Regions from separate parts of the Triticum aestivum genome. Here region 2 is linked to region 1. A link is a contact called in public Hi-C data. All regions are on one chromosome and are shown on one strand. The core of a region is the stretch at or near the end of the contact, and the rest is flanking DNA. Distances in the headings are between cores, read along the strand shown. Region 1 holds the start of LOC123070535 (serine/arginine repetitive matrix protein 5). Region 2 holds the start of LOC123070537 (guanine nucleotide-binding protein subunit beta-like protein A).

What was found. A called contact is a pair of places that touch in the nucleus more often than the background predicts.
Region 2: a contact with region 1 is called in a Hi-C map of leaf, with 5 times the contacts expected there. The contact joins the promoter of LOC123070537 here to the promoter of LOC123070535 in region 1. A contact is called at or near these places in 2 of 5 Hi-C or Micro-C datasets (both in leaf).

The regions. Positions count from the first base shown.
Region 1 is chr3B:489,497,998-489,503,443 of IWGSC CS RefSeq v2.1, reverse strand. It overlaps LOC123070535 (serine/arginine repetitive matrix protein 5), which reads right to left and starts at 3,443. Exons shown (of 6, transcript XM_044493783.1): 1 at 2,800-3,443; 2 at 2,648-2,699; 3 at 2,245-2,343; 4 at 34-98. The coding sequence starts at 3,381.
Region 2 is chr3B:490,405,628-490,411,073 of IWGSC CS RefSeq v2.1, reverse strand. LOC123070537 (guanine nucleotide-binding protein subunit beta-like protein A) reads left to right here and starts at 3,085. Exons shown (of 2, transcript XM_044493785.1): 1 at 3,085-4,050; 2 at 4,734-5,025. The coding sequence starts at 3,166. The coding sequence ends at 4,847. It overlaps LOC123070539, which reads right to left and starts at 1,440. Exons shown (of 8, transcript XM_044493788.1): 1 at 649-1,440; 2 at 307-568. The coding sequence starts at 734.

The DNA of each region.
Region 1 (5,446 bases), core at 2,194-4,693:
CATTGTAAATTCACTATTTTATAGCACAAGTACCTCCACCGTAGAAAGTCGGAAGCTCTTCCCTATGTGCTTAACAAGTGTAGCGTCATCATTAGCAACTAAAAAAGGAGAGCAGGGACAGATTAATTATGGGTCATCAGACAACAAATTTTGACATGCCAAATAAAGGTGTTGGTCGAATAGTTGACGTATTGCACTAGCTGTTGTAAATTATCGTTAATACACAGTATACTGTATTCTCATATTCTGGGTGCTCCAAACCTGTATATTAACCAAGTGTAGCGGCATCAACTCTATAGCAGACATACTATATTCTACTCCCTCCTTTCCTAAATATTTGTCTTTTTAGGGATTTCAAATGGACTACCACATACGGATGTATATAGACATATTTGTAGATTCACTCATTTTGCTCCGTATGTAGTCACTTGTTGAAATCTCTAGAAAGAAAAATATTTAGGAACCGAGGGAGTAGGTGTGATCCAAACCCATTCTCAACTTTACATCAATAAAACCATGATAGAACAATAGAACAAGAACAACTAAGTACACCATTTGGTCTCTTCACTGTGTGTGCAAATTGTAACCGAAGATGGCAAACTATACACTTTCTCAGATGGAATTATACATATTGTGATAATTATCCATAGTGCCTTCCTAGAGCAGAGTGCATCTTGCAACACAGGTAATAAAAGGTAAATCGATAAAAAAAAATGTGCTGATGAGAAATTTGGCTAGGGTGTGTAAACATAATTAACTTTTCATGTGGGAAATTTGCTATATCCTAGGGACTTGCAATGTGGGCTACACCTCTGAAGCACCGATACGAGGAAACTGGCGTGTTCCCGTCCGGAACGGCGCCGATATGGCTGACACGGTCACGATACGCTGCGCATATCGCCGGAGTATCATATTTTTTATTAAAAAATATATGCAAAAACACCGATACGGGCTGTTCACTGTCCATGATACGGGGGAAAACGTCCATCTCAGTAGAAGCCCAGTACCAAACCTAGCATCTGTCCCCCCCTCTCTTTTTCACTCTGTTCGCACGACGGGGGAGACGCACATGAGCGAGCCGCCGCCGCCACCTGCCTGGACTCGCCTCGCCGCCGCCGTCTGGACTTTCCTCGCCGCCGCCGTCTGGACTTTCCTCACCGCCGCCGCATAATGGCACTCGCCGCCTGTAGTGGCCGCCACCGCTGCCGCCGCCTGGAATCAGCTCGCTGCCCTGTTGACTCATCAAGCTGCTGCCTCGGCTGAATCAGTTTTCTCTGTCGCCGCCATCAGTCGCCACCCGCCAGCAAGTAAGTAGCTCCGGCGAATTCTGCTCCTCTCTAGTTGATCTATCCATTTATCTATTACTTGCTACTGCTTGTTAGTTGTTACTCCAAGCTGGAGTACGAATTCGGCTCTGCGTGGCTGGCTTGTGGCTGCTAGTAGAATATGTACATTGACGTTGCTCGCTGATGTTGCTGTGTTGCTGCTACTGCTTACAGCTTGCTGATGTTGCTGCTTGGTGCTTGCTACAGCTTGGCTGCTTGGTGCTTGCTATTGCTTTGCTGCTAGCCTGCTACTGCCTAGTGCCTACAGCTTGTTTATGTTACTGGTTGCAATTGCTTTGCTAATGTTTATGTTTCCACTTTTCATGCTTGTCTATCTCAAATTATCAAGTCTAATATTATGTGACTTATTTTCTATTTTGCATACACCATGAGGAGTAGAGGACCTGGATGGTCATTGAAGACTACTCCCTCCGTCCCAAAATATAAGAACGTTTTTGATACTATGCTAGTGCAAAAAACGTTCTTATATTTTTGGGACAGAGGGAGTAGAAAAGAAAAGAGGCCTGGAGGCAATCAGGCAACCAAGGGGCCGACATTTTGATCTCATCTCACACATTTTATTATGTTTGTTTTTATTACATGTCTTTTTATTAATTATTTATATATACTCGTCGCATTGCTGTATCTAGAAATTGCCGTATCCTGTGCCGCCGTATCGGTTTCGCCTTATCGGTGCTTCATAGGGCTACACCCTAAACTAGGATTACAAAATCCTAGGCTCCTACCAGAGCTTCATATTCAAGTACCCAGCCAATATGAACTTTCAAAAACTAATATTGGATCCATAGGTGGGTGTCTAAAATGGTACAAGAACTCGCTACATATAGAGGGGATAATCAATTCACTAAAAAAGACAGGAATCCTTATTGAATTCAAAGGCAGCCATAAGAAGCCTGACCTTCAACATCATTGTCATCTTCATCAAGTGGAGCATCTTTGTTGAATTCAAACCTCCCCCAACTCACAGTGGCAGTCCCAAGGGTGGAATCCTTCGAAGCTGTCAAACATTGAAAATAAACAATATAATCTTCAGAACAATGGAAAAAAAAACCAGCCATAAGGCACGAAGATCGTACACAACCTACAGAATAACTGTGTGTGCGCTGAACTACGAATTACTAGATGAATATAACAAAGGGGTTTCCCTAATGTATTTGAATAGCATTTTACTCATGCGTGCAATAGTTGATTTATTTCACAATCGACATATGAAGCACTACTGCAGGATCATGCACTGTACTCGCTCTATTGGGCATAATCCATGGAATGCCCATAAACAGGAAAAAAGAATGTGGCAATACCTGTCTCTGCAAGCTGAAGCTTCATTTTTGCTTTGACTCTCTCAGCAGGAGTCTGCAAGAACATCAACAGCTCATCACTCCAAAAATACCACAGGTAAACAATTGCACAGTAGTATTAAGTTACGAGGCAGTAATTGAAAGATGGAACCAACCATTCTATCGTATCCTTCAATGAGCCTTGAATAATCCACTTTACCGCCATCCGTACCGCCGCGCCCCTTCGAGCTATGACGGCTCTGGCCGCCGTCGTCGCGCCGCCGATCCCCATGCCTGTCACGCTGGCCCTCGGCATGTGAGATCCTGCCACTCCGGCGAGACGGCGAGCGCGACCTCGACCTAGACCGGTGGTGCGACGCCCTGCGGTCACCCCTCTCCCTCGACCTCGACCGGCGCCTCCGCTCCCTCGACCGGGACCTAGACCTTGACCGGCGCCGGCGCGAGCGAGAGGGGGACCTCGACCGCGGCCGAGGACGGGATGGGGACGGCGAGCGAGAACGACGGCGCTGGCGGGACGGGGCCTCGGGAGGCAGAGACGGCCTGGTGGGGGTGGGGCTGGCGCCGGCACGGACGAAGCCGGAGAGGAACGAGGAGGAGGAGGTGCTGCTGGGCTTGGATGAGAAGGAGGCAGGTTGGGGGTCGTCGGAGGAGAAGCCGAGACCCTGCTTGAAGCGGCGGGCGCCCTCGCCCTTGCGGTTGAGCTCGTCGTAGTACGCCGCCGCCTTCTCTTCCTCCATCCCGCTGGTCGGACGCCGGCGAGAGGGCTGGGTTTACTCTTTGTTCTTTTCTTCTCCTAGAGAGATGCTTGGGCTGGGCTCAAAACTAAAGGCGATAGGGCTTGGGCCCATACAGTGGGCTGGGTTTACTCTTTGCTTTTCGAAGACTCAAAGCCCAGCTCGCGCTTCGCGGCCGCGGCCCGCTCTCGTCTCCGAGTCGAACAAAGGTCAGGGAGAAGGAGAGGAGTAGGATCGGGACACCGGACCAGGAATAAATCAGGTAGCCACCTCCCTTGTACACAGGACGTAAATAAGTTTTGTTATCTTACTGGTGGCATCTCCGGTGCAAGAGCGGATCGACACGAGAACACGCCCGTCGATCAGCCATGTCGTCGTGCTGGTCGTCGGTGCTGGCCGTCCTCGGCGGCGCGGTGTCAGAAGAGGAGGCGCAGATGCGGGGCAGGTTGCTGGCCGTCAAGGAGGCCGTGGCGTCGGAGGCGGAGGCGGTTGAGAACCTAGAGGAGGAGGTGAAGGCCCTGGAGCGTGCCCTGGCCGCGGCGGAGACGGAGAGGGAGGCGGCCGAGGCGAGGAGGCGGGCAGCCGAGGAGCGCACGGGGAAGGCCGTGGCCGAGCTGCGGGCTGCGGAGGAGGAGCACGAGGGCCGAGTGGAGGAGCTGCTGCTGACGGCGGAGCAGTCGGACGCCGCGGACGCGCATCCGCGAGCGGGAGGAGATGATCAAGATTATCGCCGGCATCATCGAGACACCGAGCGATGAAAGGAAGCGGCCCTTGTTCTTTTAGTTAGCTTAACCATATTACGTTAATCAAGGTTGCTAAAGCAAGAGGAAGAGTTTAGGTACCTGCTACATACGGCTTCAGACATGGTATACTTTGAGGTGTTATTACATAAAAAATACTCCTGTAATTCAAGCAAAGTAATACCTCTGTTGCTAAATATAAAATGTTTTAGCAGTTTAAATTGAACTGTCAAAGCATCTTAATATTTACGAACAAAGGGTGGACTTGTTGCTCAATGTGATTATGTGAATCATCACCTAGAAACTCTCGCTTTTGAATGGATTACTAGAGGTTAAAGGCATAGTATCACCACCGCAAAATGTTAAAATTATGTGTCAAATATTATGTATGTGAATTGTGCTATGGTTGGATTTGTAATTAGCGAAAGGTTAGTTGTTTGAGTCGAACATGTGTAACCCGAGACTAATATAAGAGTACCGCGGGTAACCAAGTGACTAGGCATAAGTTGTAGACTAAGACAGATCACCAGAGGACGATCCAAGCGCCCATGGCAAGGGTGGCCGCACTGGCCATGGCGGGTTGTCGGAGCATAGTCTAACGGCATCGACAGGTTTATCGCCGATTGTACTATGTTGATTTAGTGGTACATGAGGAGCATTCATAGTCATGCCCGGGACGGATTCACGTTAACAAATTTCACTCTTGTGCTTGTACTTGTGTTATTGCTTGTCCTTGACGGATCGGCGTGCACCCTCGAACTATTCTAGCAAAAAAAAAAGTATTGTATAGCTATTGTAAGAGAATAGTTCATTATGGTAAAAGAAAACTAGGTTCCGGAGGATATATGTTTTTTTTGGAATTCCTGGAGGATATTTGGTTAACCGATAAACCTGCCATATCAATTATTTCCAAAAATGTAAAGTTTCACTCACAGACATCATGTTACTTTACCTAGAAATTTTAGGCAAAACTTTGATCGTGTTCATTTTCAGAGTGTCAATCTTTTTGGCACGCCTTCCAGGAATGTGTTTTCATGATGAAAGTTTGCAAGCTCTTAGAACATTTGTCAAAAAAATAAATCAAAATTTTAAAATATTTTTTACTGTTCTTTTTTTCGCGGGGTTTCTATGATGAAAGTTTGCAAGCTCTTAGAACATTTGTCAAAAAAAAAAACAGATTTTAAAAATATTTTTTACTGTTCACCCCATCTCATTTGAGCTCGGGCTGAGAAACTCCACTTCCTTTTGACCCACACTATAAGTCCAGTACATACATGTACCGCAGGCAAAGAAACAGAGGGATCACCTCATTCAAACCCTGAAAAAGG
Region 2 (5,446 bases), core at 1,836-4,335, 910 kb before region 1:
ACATGAAAAACATGATTCTACCGACACAAGGATAATACCTCGAAAAATCCGATTCGGTTCCGATAACAGAGAAGAACTAATTCACTGATAGTGATATGGAAAATAGAAATTTGTGTTCCCGGTGGCATTTTGATATGGACGTATCTGATACGAAAGCGAGCCGTGTCCCATTGTTTGAAGATGCGGTGATGAATAATAAGTGGGTTCTCAAATTGAGGTTATTTCTGGTGTTTAGAGTTTGAACAATTAAGCAAAATTCCATAGCATATGGAACCATCAAGCTGGGAGAGGAGCAGAAAACCTTGCCTTGAGGCTACCCTTGCAGGAGCAAGGGGTCTCCATGTAGGCTTGATCACCTTCTTCTTGGCAGATTCTGCATTCCACCACGACACCAGTCTTGGTCCTCCCGTCCTCAAAAACACAAGGATCATGATGATCACAAGCATCCTTCGCGGAAGGGGCGTCGAAGATGGCGCCCTGAAGCGTTGCCTCCGTGATCATCCGCCCCGTCATGAGCGCGAAGTGTTCCGCCATCCTCGGACCAATGGCCTTGCCGATTGAAGCGCAGCTGTGGATAACATAAGCATCCATGATTTTCAGGGACGCTATATCTAAAAGGCTGTCTACGCAATCCATGTTAATTCTCACCACATGACAAGAATTAGACCACGGACATCACACACACGAGATGGCAGGAAAGGCAGCTCTTTTTCAAGCGTCTTTCCACCAAACATTCCCTTTGCTTACAGAAAAAGGAGCTGAAAGAGCCATGTGATGCGCCCATGCACGGAGGCAGGCACGGAGACACGAAAAGGGCTATGAACTGCGTGTTACCTGGGGGGCAAGGGAGACGAAGGCGCGCCAAGCAAGCCGGAAAAAAGGCAAGGCACGATCCTTTTTCACGCCGTGAGAATGAGATGAGACATAGCAACACACGTCGAGCCTGGCTTGAATGAAGAAAGGAAGGGAGGGAGGGAGGATATGATATGGAAGCCACCAGGAGAGCGGCAGGGGGGGGGGGGGGGGGGGGGAGGAAGAGGGGAGTAGGAGAGGCAGGCCAACAACGGGAAGAAGGCAAGGGGAGGAGAGTAGGAGCAGGGGGACGCTTGCAGGGCGGGACTTGGAGATCCCAAACATCCAGTAGAGAAGCAAGAGATCGATGGGTTAGGTGGCCCGCTGCTACTGGCCTCCGTTGCGTTTATTTGGTTGAGAGAATAGCCTGACTGCCGCCTCGCGATTCGCGCCGCGGATCTTCGCGGGGTGTCCCGTCCGACCGGTAACTGATATCGTTGGGCAGCCCTACAAGATAGGGCTACCTGTCTGCTCCCGTCAGTCCGGGATGGATAGATAGATAGCCCTCATTTGCCTTATCTGTGAAATGAAATGTTCCTTTTTATCTCGTCCACCGCTGTATATATGGTGCCCTGTTGATTAGTTTCCTGATTACAGTAGGATATAAACAGATTGGAGACGAATTTGTTTCCATAAATAGAAAAGGAGGTAGCTAACCCAACTCAGAGATGCTCTGGAAAAGTGTACCTGGGAGTTGGCATGATTGTTGGGAAACCGATCCTGCCTTTGTGCTGCCCAAAGCCACCAAATTTCATGGGGTACAAAATCGATCCCGTTCATCGGCGAGCATGTTTGCAAGATTCACGGCCCTCCCTCCCTGGTAACTTGTGCACTTACCCGGCCTGCTGCAATCATTCAGGGAACGAACGGCCGAGAGCCGCCGTGAAACGTCCCTTTCCCTGCCATTCGACCACGGCAACGAGTGATTACTTCGTTGATCTGACAACTGGACGTGGTTGGGGGTGGATCAGGACTCCGTTTCTCTCTCATCAGACGCCTATCCGGTTCTCCTGAATTGTGATCCTCCTCTCCGAACACCTTGGCACCGCGACATGGACATCACAGAGCAGAACGCCGGTTAATTTGGATTCATGGGGCTCTTTCTTGAGAAAGACGGATCCTTTTTCCACACTGCCTTTTTGAGTCGCAAGGATTGCAAAAACAATGGGGATGTCCGATTGGACTCTACATTATTTTGCTTGCACCATACAAAAAATAAGGACGCCACTAACCAGTGAACGCCAATTTTTTAGGCAATAATCCCAGCGAACGCCCTTAGGACCGTCAGATCCCGATCAAACGCATGACAGTTACTATACGCAGCGTGCCAAATTTTCTGCCACTTTTTTGTACTACATTGCAATTTTCGGGTTGGAGCATAAAAAATCCCTTACAACAACATAACAATTTTATTTGTTTTCGCATGATAATCTGACGCCCTTTTTTTAACATTTCAGAAAAACTAAGAAGTTTTTTCAAGAGGTCCGAGTGAATTAAAGATTTCCTATGAGTTGTAGTGCAATGAACTCTTTAGGAAAAATTGGTATATGATTCAATTGTACGCATCAAATAACCAACATAGGAAAAATTCTTGAGCTTTGCTAATTCTTTATAATTTGTAATATGAAAATCCTTAGAATAAAAAATGCCCTTAGTTTCCAGCTGCTAATACTAATATGTCATGCATGATCCTTTTCTTGAGTCATCTTATGCTCGAATTTTCTTGTGGTGGTCACCTAAATGTTGAGTAATGCTAGACCTACGTAGGGATTCTTACGTACTTTACGTAATTGATGATTTGTCAGTTTTTAATTCGTCATTAGTTGGGGGCACGGTCCACCCTTGAAATCAGGGGGGGGCAGTTTTGATTAGCGTTTAGCAAATCACGTAGGTTACGTAAGTGCCGTTCGTAGGTGTAGCATTATTGCTAAATGTTTCACCCAAGCAAGAGCATAGAAGCAAAGCATTTCCTGCCCCATGCAGAGGGCCAAAGCATTTCTCGCCTTTTCCCTCCGTAGCGATGATTAGGCCCATGGGGCAGAGAAGAGGAGAATGGTAAGCTATAGGCCCATGCGCAAGTGAGACGATCTGCAGCTTTTGCAATGGGCCTCTTTTGCAATGGACGGTCACGATTTCCGCTCAACTGAGCACAAAGCCCACTAATCCACGAAAACCCTAGCGTCTCACGCCCGCCCCCACTATAAACTCCTCCTCCTCCCTCTCCGCCCGCTTTCCTTCTCATCTCTAGCCTGCGCCGCCGCCTCCACCGCACCCCCCAAAACCCTAGCGCTCGCTTCGCCCCGCCCCACCACCATGGCCGGCGCGCAGGAGTCCCTCGTCTACGCCGGTGTGATGCGCGGCCACAACGACGTGGTCACGGCCATCGCGACGCCCATCGACAACTCGCCCTTCATCGTCTCCTCTTCCCGCGACAAGTCGCTGCTCGTCTGGGACCTCACCAACCCCATCCAGGCCACCCAGGACTCCAGCTCCGAGTACGGCGTCCCCTTCCGCCGCCTCACCGGCCACGGCCACTTTGTCCAGGACGTCGTCCTCAGCTCCGACGGCCAGTTCGCGCTCTCCGGATCCTGGGACGGCGAGCTCCGCCTCTGGGACCTCTCCACCGGGGTCACCACCCGCCGCTTCGTCGGCCACGAGAAGGACGTCCTCTCCGTCGCCTTCTCCATTGACAACCGACAGATCGTCTCCGCGTCCCGCGACCGCACCATCAAGCTGTGGAACACCCTCGGTGAGTGCAAGTACACCATCGGCGGTGACCTTGGAGGCGGCGAGGGCCACACCGGCTGGGTGTCCTGCGTCCGTTTCTCGCCCAACAACTTCGCCCCGACCATCGTCTCGGGCTCATGGGACCGCTCCGTCAAGGTCTGGAACCTTACCAACTGCAAGCTCCGCTGCACTCTTGATGGTCATGGTGGCTATGTTAGCGCCGTTGCAGTCAGCCCAGACGGTTCGCTTTGCGCGTCTGGTGGCAAGGATGGCGTCACCTTGCTGTGGGATTTGACCGAGGGCAAGAGACTCTACTCGCTGGATGCGGGATCCATTATCAACTCACTATGCTTCTCGCCCAACCGCTACTGGCTCTGCGCGGCGACACAGGATTCCATCAAGATCTGGGATCTTGAGTCAAAGCACATCGTGCAGGACCTTAGGCCCGAGGTCCCTGTCTCCACCAAGCAGGTTTGTTTCCAATTCCCAGTATCACTCCTTATGTCCGTGTTTCTTTGATTGTTTACTATTGGTTAATATATGTAGATGTGTTGTTCGTATGATCAGCTTACCCTTGTGGCTATGTAGATCTGTTACATTTTGTGATCTGTATTTATTGTGGTAGTCTAATTTATGATTTACAACGTGTTAATTTCATGTTGTAATGATGATTTTTGCATTGGTTTCTTAACATTACCACGTAAGGGTTTTGGTTCACCACATTATATAATGCAGCTGAAAGCTTGCATAGTTATGCTATTTTGTTCTTTAAATTTGAACTGGTTGACTTAAGTTGCCAATTGATAAAGAGCTTTAATGCAAGCATAAGAATAAATAGCAGTTCACTACCAGTATTTTTCTTATTCAGGGAATGTACATGGATGTGCTTGTTCTGTTGGTTATTTTTCATACATTGATATGAAATGTTTTTGTTCATCTTCCATGGTGCCTCCTGCCCATCTATGTTAAGGCTGCATTGTATTGTCAAGTGAGTTATATAGGAAGCACAGGTATTTGGTGTGCATTTGTTCTAATGCATAGCTAAATAGACCGATTCTGTTTTACAACTCATTTTAAATTTGAGAGTTGCTACATTAAGTTAAATCTGTCGTCTGTTGAGTGGCTTCTTAATATGGTTCATACTGTTTGCCCAGATGCTCTACTGCACTTGCTTGAGCTGGAGCGCGGATGGCAGCACTCTGTACGCTGGTTACACCGATGGAACTATCCGCATCTACAAGATCTCGGGGTTCAGCTACTCTAGCTAGATTATGTATCTTGTTTTAGTGGCCTCTGTTCTGGTAAAACGGCTGTGGTATCTTCTTTTTTTTGACTGTCTTGAGGCGTAATATCTGCCTTGGTACTTCTGCTTAATTTACTATCTGTGTCTTAGCCGCAGTCATGATCTCATGGATAATGCATCGTTTGTTGGTTTTGGCTGTTCAATATATTGTCAAGTGAATCATGGAACCAGTAAATTGTTGCTTGTTATGTCGAAGGATTTTCTAAGAATGATGTCGATTGACCTGCAAGATCCTGTGATCTAACGTGAGTCCCTGATGCTGTATGAACTCTGAATTGCCGCCTGATGTTAATTATGTGGTCGTTGTTGTGCATCCGCTTTAGTGCTAGGTTCTAGTACCACTCAAAAGATTTTGCTTAGCTGTGCGTTAAAAGGAGCGCATACGATCCGCAACTGCGTAGAACGCCGCTCTGCTCCACTGGAGGCCAACTCCGCACGACTGGTGCCTGGAGCAAATAAAAAAAAAACTGAAATAGGCCGCGGCCATAGCGGCAAAGAATTCATGCCGGCTCTCTTCTATAAAGCTACGCCAATAGCGTACCTAAAAAAAGAGAGTTCATGTCT